Regions from separate parts of the Pan troglodytes genome. Here region 2 is linked to region 1. A link is a contact called in public HiChIP or PLAC-seq data. All regions are on one chromosome and are shown on one strand. The core of a region is the stretch at or near the end of the contact, and the rest is flanking DNA. Distances in the headings are between cores, read along the strand shown.

Region 1 (4,796 bases), core at 975-3,474:
CCAGCATGGGTGATCCAAGACTACAGGCGCACGCCACCACGCCTGGCTAATTTTTGTATTTTTGGTAGAGACAGGGTTTCACCATGTTGGCTAGGATGGTCTCGATCTCTTGACCTCGTGATCCCCCCGCCTCAGCCTCCCAAGTGTTGGGATTACAGGTGTGAGCCACTGCGCTCAGCCCCCTCCCCCTTTTTTTTTTCTTGAGACAGAGTCTCGCTCTGTTGCCCAGGTTGGAGTGCAGTGGCATGATCTCAGCTCACTGCAACCTCTGCCTCCCAGGTTCATGCGATTCTCCTGCCTCAGTCTCCCAAGTAGTTGGGATTACAGGTATGTACCACCACACACGGCTAATTTTTGTATTTTTAGTAAAGACAGGGTTTCACCATGTTGGTCAGGCTGGTCTCGAACTCCTGACCTCAGGTGATCTGCCCACCTCCGCCTCCCAAATTGCTGGGATTACAGGCCTGAGCCACCCCGCCCGGCCAATAAAAATTTTTTTAAAGCTAAAATTGACTCTCATGCAAATAAGATAAAATGAACATATGTTAAATATTTTAACTTAATGAGAGAAATAGTAAGATGTTACCAGTTACTTGATGATGGAGGAAAGGACGAAAAGCCAAGGAATACATGGAATGCAGCTCTAGGTGCTGAAAAAGGCAAGGAAAGGTTCTACGTTAGAGCTTCCAGAGGGAGCTCAGCCCTGTCAACATCTTGTTTCAGCTGAGTCATATCGATGTTAGACTTCTGGTCCCCAGAACTGGGCGGGAATATATTTCTGCTGTTTTAAGCCACCAGATTTGTGGTAATTTGCTGCATAACCACAGGAAACTAACACACCATCCCTCAGTTCTGCTTTTCTGTATGAACTCCATTCTCTTAACAGATTCATCCCTCAGGGGGGCAAGAAGGCTGCAGCTGCCCCAGCTGACAGATGCTCACAGCCTCAGGTTCAAAGCAGATAGAGGCCCTAACAGTTCAGAGAGAAGTCCCACGATGCTCACAGGTCCAAAGTGACCACTGCCAGGGCCAGAGGGATGGACTGCCCCGTGCTGTGGACCTGGGCCATGTACCCACACCTGCCCAAACCACCTGGGCTGAGGTGAGAGCTCCCTAGTACAAATTGGGAAAAATTGGTACAAAAAGAGCTCGTGGAGGCCGGGTGCAGTGGCTCAAGTCTGTAATCCTAGCACTTTGGGAGGCCAAGGTGGGAGGATCACTTGAGCCCAGAAGTTCAAGACCAGCCTGGGCCATATAGCGAGACCCCGTCTCTAGCTATTCATTTATTTTAGCTTACAGCATCTGGTCTATGTTGTTTTTTTGAGACGGAGTCTTGCTCTGTCACCCAGGCTGGAGTGTGCAGTGGCACAATCTCAGCTCACTGTAACTTCTGCCTCCCCGGTTCAAGCGATTCTCCTGCCTCAGCCTCCCGAGTAGCTGGGATTATAGGCACGCGCCAACAAGCCTAATTTTTGTATTTTCAGTAGAGACGGGGTTTCACCATGTTGGTCAGACTGGTCTCGAACTCCTGACCTCGTGATCTGCCCGCCTCGGCCTCCCAAAGTGCTGGGATTACAGACGTGAGCCACCGCGCGCGGTTGATTTATTTATTTTAGCCAACAGCACCCGGTGTTCCCAGGCGGTCTCCCAAGTACTAACCAGGCCCGACCCTGCTTAGCTTCAGAGATCCCGACTCAACTTTTTTTTTTTTTTGAGACGGAGTCTCGTTCTGTCGCCCAGGCTGGAGTGCAGTGTCGCGATCTCGGCTCAGTGCAACCTCCGCCTCCCAGGTTCAAGCGATTCTCCTGCCTCATCCTCCCGAGTAGCTGGGACTACAGGCGCCCATCACCACGCCCGGCTAATTTTTTGTATTTTTAGTAGAGACGGGGTTTCTCCGTGTTAGCCAGGATGGTCTCGATCTCCTGACCTCGTGATCCGCCCGCCTCAACCTCCAAAGTGCTGGGATTACAGGCGTGAGTCACCGCGCCCGGCCCCCGACTCTATTTTAAAAACCGCGTGGATTCCAGCTTGGTGGGTGTTCCACAGCGCGTGGGTGTGAGACGCAGCTCAGTGGCGTGAACTCAGCAAGGTTCCAGGGTGGTAAAGACGGCCTGGGGCCGGAGGAGGATCGCCAGGGAGAAGCTACGTCGGACCGACTTGCGTCCGCGACCCGGGCAGCCCCAGGCGCCTGTGTAGCTGTTGGGTGTGTGCCGGAGAGGCGGGCCGGGTACAGGAAGGGGCGGAGCGCATCCATGGCAACGCAGCACGCCAGAGTAGCTTGGCTGTGGCGCCGTCCCCATGGGAACCAGAAGGCGCGCGCCCGCTGCCGCGCCATAGTTACGCAGGCGCAGTGGGGAGAAACGCGAGACCTTGGGCCGCTCTGCCGAATGCAACCGCGCCTCCCAGGAGACCCGGTGCCCGCCCTCCTACCATTCCACGCGGCTCGATCCCGCGTGCGGGCCTCTCTCAGGCCGCGCCTAGTGGACGCAGAGGCGGGCCGAGGACGGTGAGTGACGCCGACGGACACCCTCGGCCAGGCACAGATCCGCCCTCCGGCTCCAACCACTCCCGCCGCGCGGGGCAGGACGGGGCTCGGCCCTGAGCTGGGCCCTCTGGGACCACCGAGAGATAGGCCTCCGCGCCGTCCAGAGCGGCCCGGAAGTGGCCCTGCACGGGCCAGAGGCGACCGTGGTCGGGACGGAAATGGCTCCCGTTTGCTGTTCGCTAGGTGAACGCGAGCCTTATGGCGATCAGTTCTGTAGCATCGTTCCTCCTGCTCGTTTATTCTTTCACTCATTCACTCATGCCCTGCCGCGCCATCATTTCTTCCCACATTCATTTATTCGTTCATCAGCCCCCAGCCCCGGGTAGTTTCGGAGCTCACCAGGCTGGGCTCGCCTCCGAGCCTCCGGAGCTGCCCGCACAGGCCTCGCGCCACCTGGCCGCAGCTTCCTCCCCTTTATCCACTCCGTATTTGTTTGTCCAGCCTAGGCCTTGGGGGTTGTGGGGGAGACACAAGTACCCGTGACTGGTCGGACAAGTGCCCGTTGTTGGGGGCGTGGGCGCTGGGACTGACGCGGGAGGTGGCTCTGATCATGTCGTGGTGAGGAGGTGGCGTTGAGGCTCAGAAAGGGCACGCAGCGTGGATGTGAGGACGTCGGGGAGGCTGGAGCAGTGAGGCCGACAGGAGGGACCTTACGGGGCTCACATGCTATCCCACGACGAGGACGGACTCAGGACGGCAGCCCTGATAGATGGGGCTGGGGGCTGGCGGGTCGGGGTCGCACACCACAGGCCCTGGATGGAGGGGCAGCGGTGCCTGGCTCCGCCTTAAGAAACATGGGCCCTTGGGGGACCCGGATTTCTGATACTTCAATACACAAATATGAATTTTTATTGAAATCAGATGTCGTTTTTTAAAAAATTTAACTTTTGATTTGAGGTAATTAGAAATTCACATGCAGTAACAAATAATGCATACCCTATGTACCCTTTACCCAGTTCCCCTAAAGGTGGCATCTTGAAAAACTAGAGGCCAGGTGCGGTGGCTCATGTCTGTAATCCCAGCACTTTGGGAGGCCAAGGCGGGTGGATCCCTTGAGCTCAGGAGTTAAAGACCAGCCTGAGCAACATGGTGAAACCCCATCTGTACTGAAAACACAAAAATTAGCCGGGTGTGGAGGCTGGTGCCTGTAATCCCAGCTACTCGGGAGTCTCAGGCAGGAGAATCGCTTGTACCCAGGAGGCAGAGGTCGCGGTGAGCCCACATCACGCCACTGCACTCCAGCCTGGGCAACAGAGCGAGACTCTGTCTCAAAAAAAGAAAAGAGAAGAGAAAGAAAAACTAGAGTACAATATCACAACTGAGATGCAGAATATTTCCATCACGAAGGATCCCCGTGTTGCCCTTTCAGAGCCGCATACCCTTCCCTCCTACCTCTGCTCCCCGTTAACCTCTTTTTGTCAACTAGTAATCTGTTCTCATTTCTACCATTTTGTCATTTCACGAATGTCGCATAGGCTGGGCGAGGTGTCTGGTGCCTGTAATACTAGCACTTTAGGAGGCCGAGGCGGGTGGACCATCTGAGGTCAAGAGTTCAGGACCGGCCCACCGGCCGGGCGCCGTGGCTCACGCCTGTAATCCCAGCACTTTGGGAGGCTGAGGCGGGCGGATCACGAGGTCAGGAGGTCGAGACCATCCTGGCTAACACGGTGAAACCCCGGCTCTACCAAAAATACAAAAAAATTAGCCGGGCATGGTGGCGGGCACGTGTAGTCCCAGCTACTTGAGGCTGAGGCTGGAGAATGGTATGAACCCGGGAGGCAGAGCTTGCAGTGAGCCAAGATGGTGCCACTGCACTCCAGCCTGGGCGACAGAGCAAGACTCTGTCTCAAAAAAAAAAAAAAAAGAGTTCGGGACCAGCCTGGCCAACATGGTGAAACCCCATCTCTACTAAAAAATAAAATAAAATAAAATAAGCCAGGCCTGGTGGCAGGCATCTGTAATCCCAGCTACTGGGGAGGCTGAGGCAGGAGAACCGCTTGAATCCTGGGGGCAGAAGTTGCACTGAGCCGAGATTGCGCCACTTCATTCCAGCCTGGGTGAAAGAGCGAAACTCTGTCTCAAAAATAGAAAAATAAAAAATAAAAAAATTAGCTGGGTATGGTGGCACGCACTTGATGTCCCAGCTCCTTGGGAGGCTGAGGTGGGAAGATGGCTTGAGCCTGGGAGATGAGATTGCACCACTGCACCCTAGCCTGGATGACAGAGCCAGACCCTGTCAAAAGAAAAAAAA
Region 2 (4,796 bases), core at 918-3,417, 100 kb before region 1:
TTTTGGCTTCCCTGGGCCACATTGGAAGAAGAATTGTCTTGGGCAACACATAAAATACATTAACACTAGTAACAGCTGATGAGCTAAAAAAAATAAAAATTGCATAAACATCTCATGTTTTAAGAAAGTTTACGAACTTGTTTTGGGCTGCATTCAAAGCCATCCTGGGCAGTGGGTTGGACAAGCTTGGTTTAAGGTATGGCTGTGAGCCAGGACCAAGCTCCCCATCCCAACAGCCACCTCCCATGATGTCCCTCAGACACTCACCCTCCTTCCCTGGATTCTGCCCCCACCATCTTCAGATGGCACTTCCCTCACATGTCTGGGACCCCTCCCCTCTGCCCTCCCTGACCAGACCCCAGATGCCTTCTTGGCCTCCCCACTGGCAACGCCATACACAAGCAGGCTAGAACAAGTCCTGGCTGGGCCCTCAGCTGCCACACCAAGAGCAGCCCCAGGTGTCCACTCGTGACTCAGCATGACCACTCATGACCCTCCCCAGATGCACCCTTCCTGCTCTTGTAGCAAGAAACTATGAGTCCCAGCTGGGGCTTCCCAGGCATACCCATCACCGGGACCCTCCCCTGCTGAGCCTGCTTGCCTGACATTTCCAGGCTGCTCATCCAGCCTGAGGGACTGGATGATTCTCACCAGTCGCCACAGGGGAGCAGCCTCAACAACCTGTGAACAGAGAGGAACTCAATCCCTTCCTCCTTCCACCCGGTGTCCCCTCTCTTTCTTCCCCTCTCTGTTGCCACCCTCCCCTCCTCAGTTAGGTGCTAGGCTCTTCCCAATAGCCCCAGGCATCCCAGCTGGTCTTCTTTACCCTCAAGCCATAACTGCCCACACCTGGCTGAGTCCCTGCCCATTCCTCAGTCCAATTCATAGGCCCTGTCCACAGCCCAGGACACCAACAACGTCAGGTCCAGTGACATGACCAACCTGGGACATCCCAGACTCTTGAGCTTTCCCCTGAAGGAAACCTGCTTTCCTTTCACCTTTCTATCTACAGCAGCTCTCTTCTTCCAGGCGCTCAGGCTGAACAACATGGGGTACTTAGTTCTTCAAACAGCCCACACCTGATGCATCCGCAGATCCACCAGAATTCACCTGGTCGCCCACCTCCACTGCTGCCCAGACTGTGGCAGTCGGTTCTTCCCTTCATGCCGACACCCCTGCATGTCTGTTCTCCACGCAACAAACGGTGGAACCGTTTTAAAGTCCCCAGAGGATGTCCTGATTCTGTTCAAAACTTCTATGTCTCCCGACGCCCTCGAGATAAAGCCCACCCCCTCGCCTGCTACTGCAGCCGCACGCATCCCCTCTCCTCCAGCTCCACATCGAGAGCGCTCAGTCCCAGAAGCACCTGGGCTTCGGCTCCCCTCCCAGGTTTTGCACACACAGGACTCTCCCCTCGGAGCCTCCTTCAGGACCTCAGCCCCCTGGCTGCCCGAACTCGGGAGCTCACCAGTGCCCTGGACACAGGAGTTTGCACTGACCCCCGCAACGCCCCCAGGCCAGGGAGAGGAAAGACGACTAGGCGAGGTCTAGGAAGCGGCCTCCCTCCGTGAGGGCGCGGTCTGTGTGAGCAGGGACTCCCCCGCTTCCCCGGCGCGGGCTTGTCAGCGCCACCGCCGCCAGCCGAACCCGCAGCTGGGAGGGAAGAAAGGCGTGGACCACCCAGCCTTTCCCCGCCCGCAGCGTCCCGGGGCCGCCCCGCGCCTCAGTCTCCCCGGCCATCATGGACGTGGAACGCCCAGCGCGCAGCCTCCTGGGCTGCCGCACGGTGGGAGAGCGCATGGCTCCCGCCGCGGCCCGACAGTCCCCTGGACGCCCACGACGCACTCTGAGAAACAGAGGCTTGGGGGCGCGGCCAGCGGCCGGCGCCCTCGATCACGACGCGTGCGCAGGGCGGGCCCGACGCGGGCCCTCAGCCAGTACCTTCCTCGCCGCCAGCCTCGAGCACCAGGAACCTCCTGGAAACCGGACCCGACCCGCGGGCCCCAGCCCAGACCACCGGTGTGGCCTGACGCGGGCGGCGAAGTGACAGTCCCACCGCCGGAAGTCCAGCCCTTCGGTTCTCATTGGCCCAGTGCGCGCCGCGGACGCTTGCGTACAGCCTTCCGGGTCATGTGGTTCCCGCCTGTTTCCCTGCGTGGAGGCGGGGCCACTACCGGTCTCCTTGGCAACGTCCAAGCCCCTGCCGCGCGGGGCGCTGGGAAATGGAGTCGCGCGGAGGCCTCGGGTTTTCAAGCGCTTGGTGGCGCTGGTGGATTCGCCCGGTGTGTAGTCCTGCCTTCGGCATTCCAGGTGTCCTCCCAAGCAGTCCCGGAGACTAAACCCTGCAGGTGCGAAAGCAGAAACTGCCGAGGTTCCAAGAGGCAACACCAGCAGGGAGCACGGAGGAGAAAATGCACCGGGTAGGGCAGGTGGAGGTGGAGGAGCCGATGCCTGGAGCTCCGGGTTCCCTTCCCAGCTCTGCCTCTCACTGACTGTGCGTCCTGGGCGCCGGTTTGACCTCTCTGTGTCAATGTCCCGTAAAGGTTTAAGGTCCGTTTTCAACCTTTACACCAAGAATTCTCAGCCCGTAAGCCTACATTTGTCTTAAGTATGGGACTGTTCCTCGACGCTTGCCCAAAGCATCTGTTTTCCTTGTAATTTGGATGGGCAGAAGTTAATTCCCCAGATTTGCTTGTCCTTAGACCATCTAGATCTTGTCTTGCCCCACACATCACAATATTCATTCTTTTTTCCTTTTTTCTTGGGACTCATTTAAGTTTTTGTTTGTTTGTTTGTTTTTAACAGGGTCTTTGTTCTGTTGCCCGTGCTGGAGTGCAGTGGCACAATCTCGGCTCACTGCAACCTCTGCCTTCAGGTTCAAGTGATCCTCCCGCCTCAGCCTCCGTAGTAGCTGGGACCACAGGTGCGCGCCACCATGCCTGGCTAATTTTTGTATTTTTTAGTAGAGATGGAGTTTCACCATGTTGGCCAGGCTGGTCTTGAACTCCTGACCTCAGGTGATCCGCCCGCCTCGTTCTCCCAAAGTGCTGGGATTACAGGCCAATTTAAGTGTCTTTGACACATAAAAACGAAAGGCAGAGCAGTCTCAATGTAGACTGTCTTGTTTGGCAGATAATAAAAGGTTGTCTTGTTTTTGGAACCCGTAGACAGTTCTCAGCTGTCCAGTTCCTTAACTCTTTTTGCCTCCCTCCCTCTATACCTACCTCCATCTATAACTATCTCTCTGTCAACTGTCAGCTATAACTGTCCACCTAATTGATTCTACTTGTAAATCCTTGTGGAGCAAGGGAGCTCATCATGTTTGGAATGTTTTAATATAAATTTTGCTACTTTGAAAGAATTTAAGAACATTTCAGGACTGGGCGCAGTGGCTCACACCTGGAATCTGAGCACTTTGGGTGGCCAAGGTGAGCGATCACTGGAGCCTAGGAGTTTGAGACCAGCCTGAGCAACAAAATGTGACCCCCATCTTTATAAAAAAAATATAAAAATTAGCTGAGCATGGTCTTGCATGCCTGTAATACCAGCTACATGGGAGGCTGAGGTGGGAGGATTGAGTTCAGGAGTTGGAGTGTGCAGTGAGCTATGATGGAGCCCCTGCACTCCAGCCTGGGTAAGAGAGAGACCCTGTCTCAGGAAAAAACAAACAAAAACCCTGAGGGGAAAAAAAAAAAACCCAACACTTAGAAGTATTAAAGTTCAAAAACCCTGAAGAAAAAAAAAAAACCCAACACTTAGAACTATTCAAGTTGTGGCCGGGCGCTGTGGCTCACGCCTGTAATCCCAGCACTTTGGGAGGCCGAGGTGGGCGGATCTTGAGGTCAGGAGATCGAGACCATCCTGGCTAACACGGTGAAACCCAGTCTCTGCTAAAAAATACAAAAATAAAAGTAGCCGGGTGTGGTGGCGGGCGCCTGTAGTCCCGGCTACTCAGGAGGCTAAGGCAGGAGAATGGCATGAACCCGGGAGGTGGAGCTTGCAGTGAGCTGAGATCACACTACTGCATTCCAGCCTGGGTGACAGAGCAAGACTCTGTCTCAAAAGAAAAAAAAAAAGAAAGTAGTATTAAAGGTGTGATTTGATCAAATGCTTAGAGGCATTATTACCATTTTAAGCTATGTATGAATATTTGGAGGCATTTTAACTCTTCAAACGTTTCATTTTTTAATTTTTAATTTAATTATTTATTTGAGACAGCATCTCGCTCTGTCACCCAGGCTGGAGCGCAGTGAAACAATCTTGGCTCACTGCAATCTCTACCTCCTGGGTTCAAGAGATTCTCGTGCCTCAGCCTCCCGAATAGTTGGAATTACAGGTGCATGCCACCACACCCACCTAATTTTTGTATTTTTAGTAGAGACAAGGTTTTGCCATGTTGGGCTGGTCTCGAACTCCTGACCTCAAGTGATCCGCCTGCCTTGGCCTCCGAAACTGCTGGGATTATAAGTGTCAGCCACTGCACCTGGCCTGAGTGATATTTTCTTTTTTAGTGTGTGTGTGTGTGTGTTTTTTTTTTTTTTTTGAGATGGAGTCTTGCTCTGTGGCCCAGACTGGAGTGCAATGGCGTGATCTCTGCTCACTGCAATCTCTGCCTCCCAGGTTCAAGTGATTCTCCTGCCTCAGCCTCCTGAGTAGCTGGGATTACAGGTGCCTGCAACCACAACCGACTAATTTTTTTATTTTTACTAGAGACGGGGTTTCACCATGTTGACCAGCCTGGTCTTGAACTCCTGACCTCAGGTGATCCACCTGCCTTGGCCTCCCAAAGTGCTGGG

The links. HiChIP or PLAC-seq counts read pairs in DNA pulled down with a chosen protein or histone mark.
Region 2: a contact with region 1 is called in an H3K4me3 HiChIP or PLAC-seq map of stem cell-derived excitatory neurons, with 11 times the contacts expected there. The contact joins the promoter of ZNF324 here to the promoter of ZNF497 in region 1. A contact is called at or near these places in 1 of 7 Hi-C or Micro-C datasets (induced pluripotent stem cells) and 1 of 1 datasets of contacts at active chromatin or transcription factors (stem cell-derived excitatory neurons).

What each region holds. Positions count from the first base shown.
Region 1 is chr20:61,297,722-61,302,517 of NHGRI_mPanTro3-v2.0_pri, reverse strand. It overlaps ZNF497 (zinc finger protein 497), which reads left to right and starts at 2,224. Exons shown (of 4, transcript XM_016936996.3): 1 at 2,224-2,506. The coding sequence starts at 2,253. LOC134809135 (a long non-coding RNA gene) reads right to left here and starts at 2,521. Exons shown (of 3, transcript XR_010153995.1): 1 at 2,431-2,521; 2 at 587-650.
Region 2 is chr20:61,398,827-61,403,622 of NHGRI_mPanTro3-v2.0_pri, reverse strand. ZNF324 (zinc finger protein 324) reads right to left here and starts at 2,167. Exons shown (of 5, transcript XR_010153988.1): 1 at 1,942-2,167.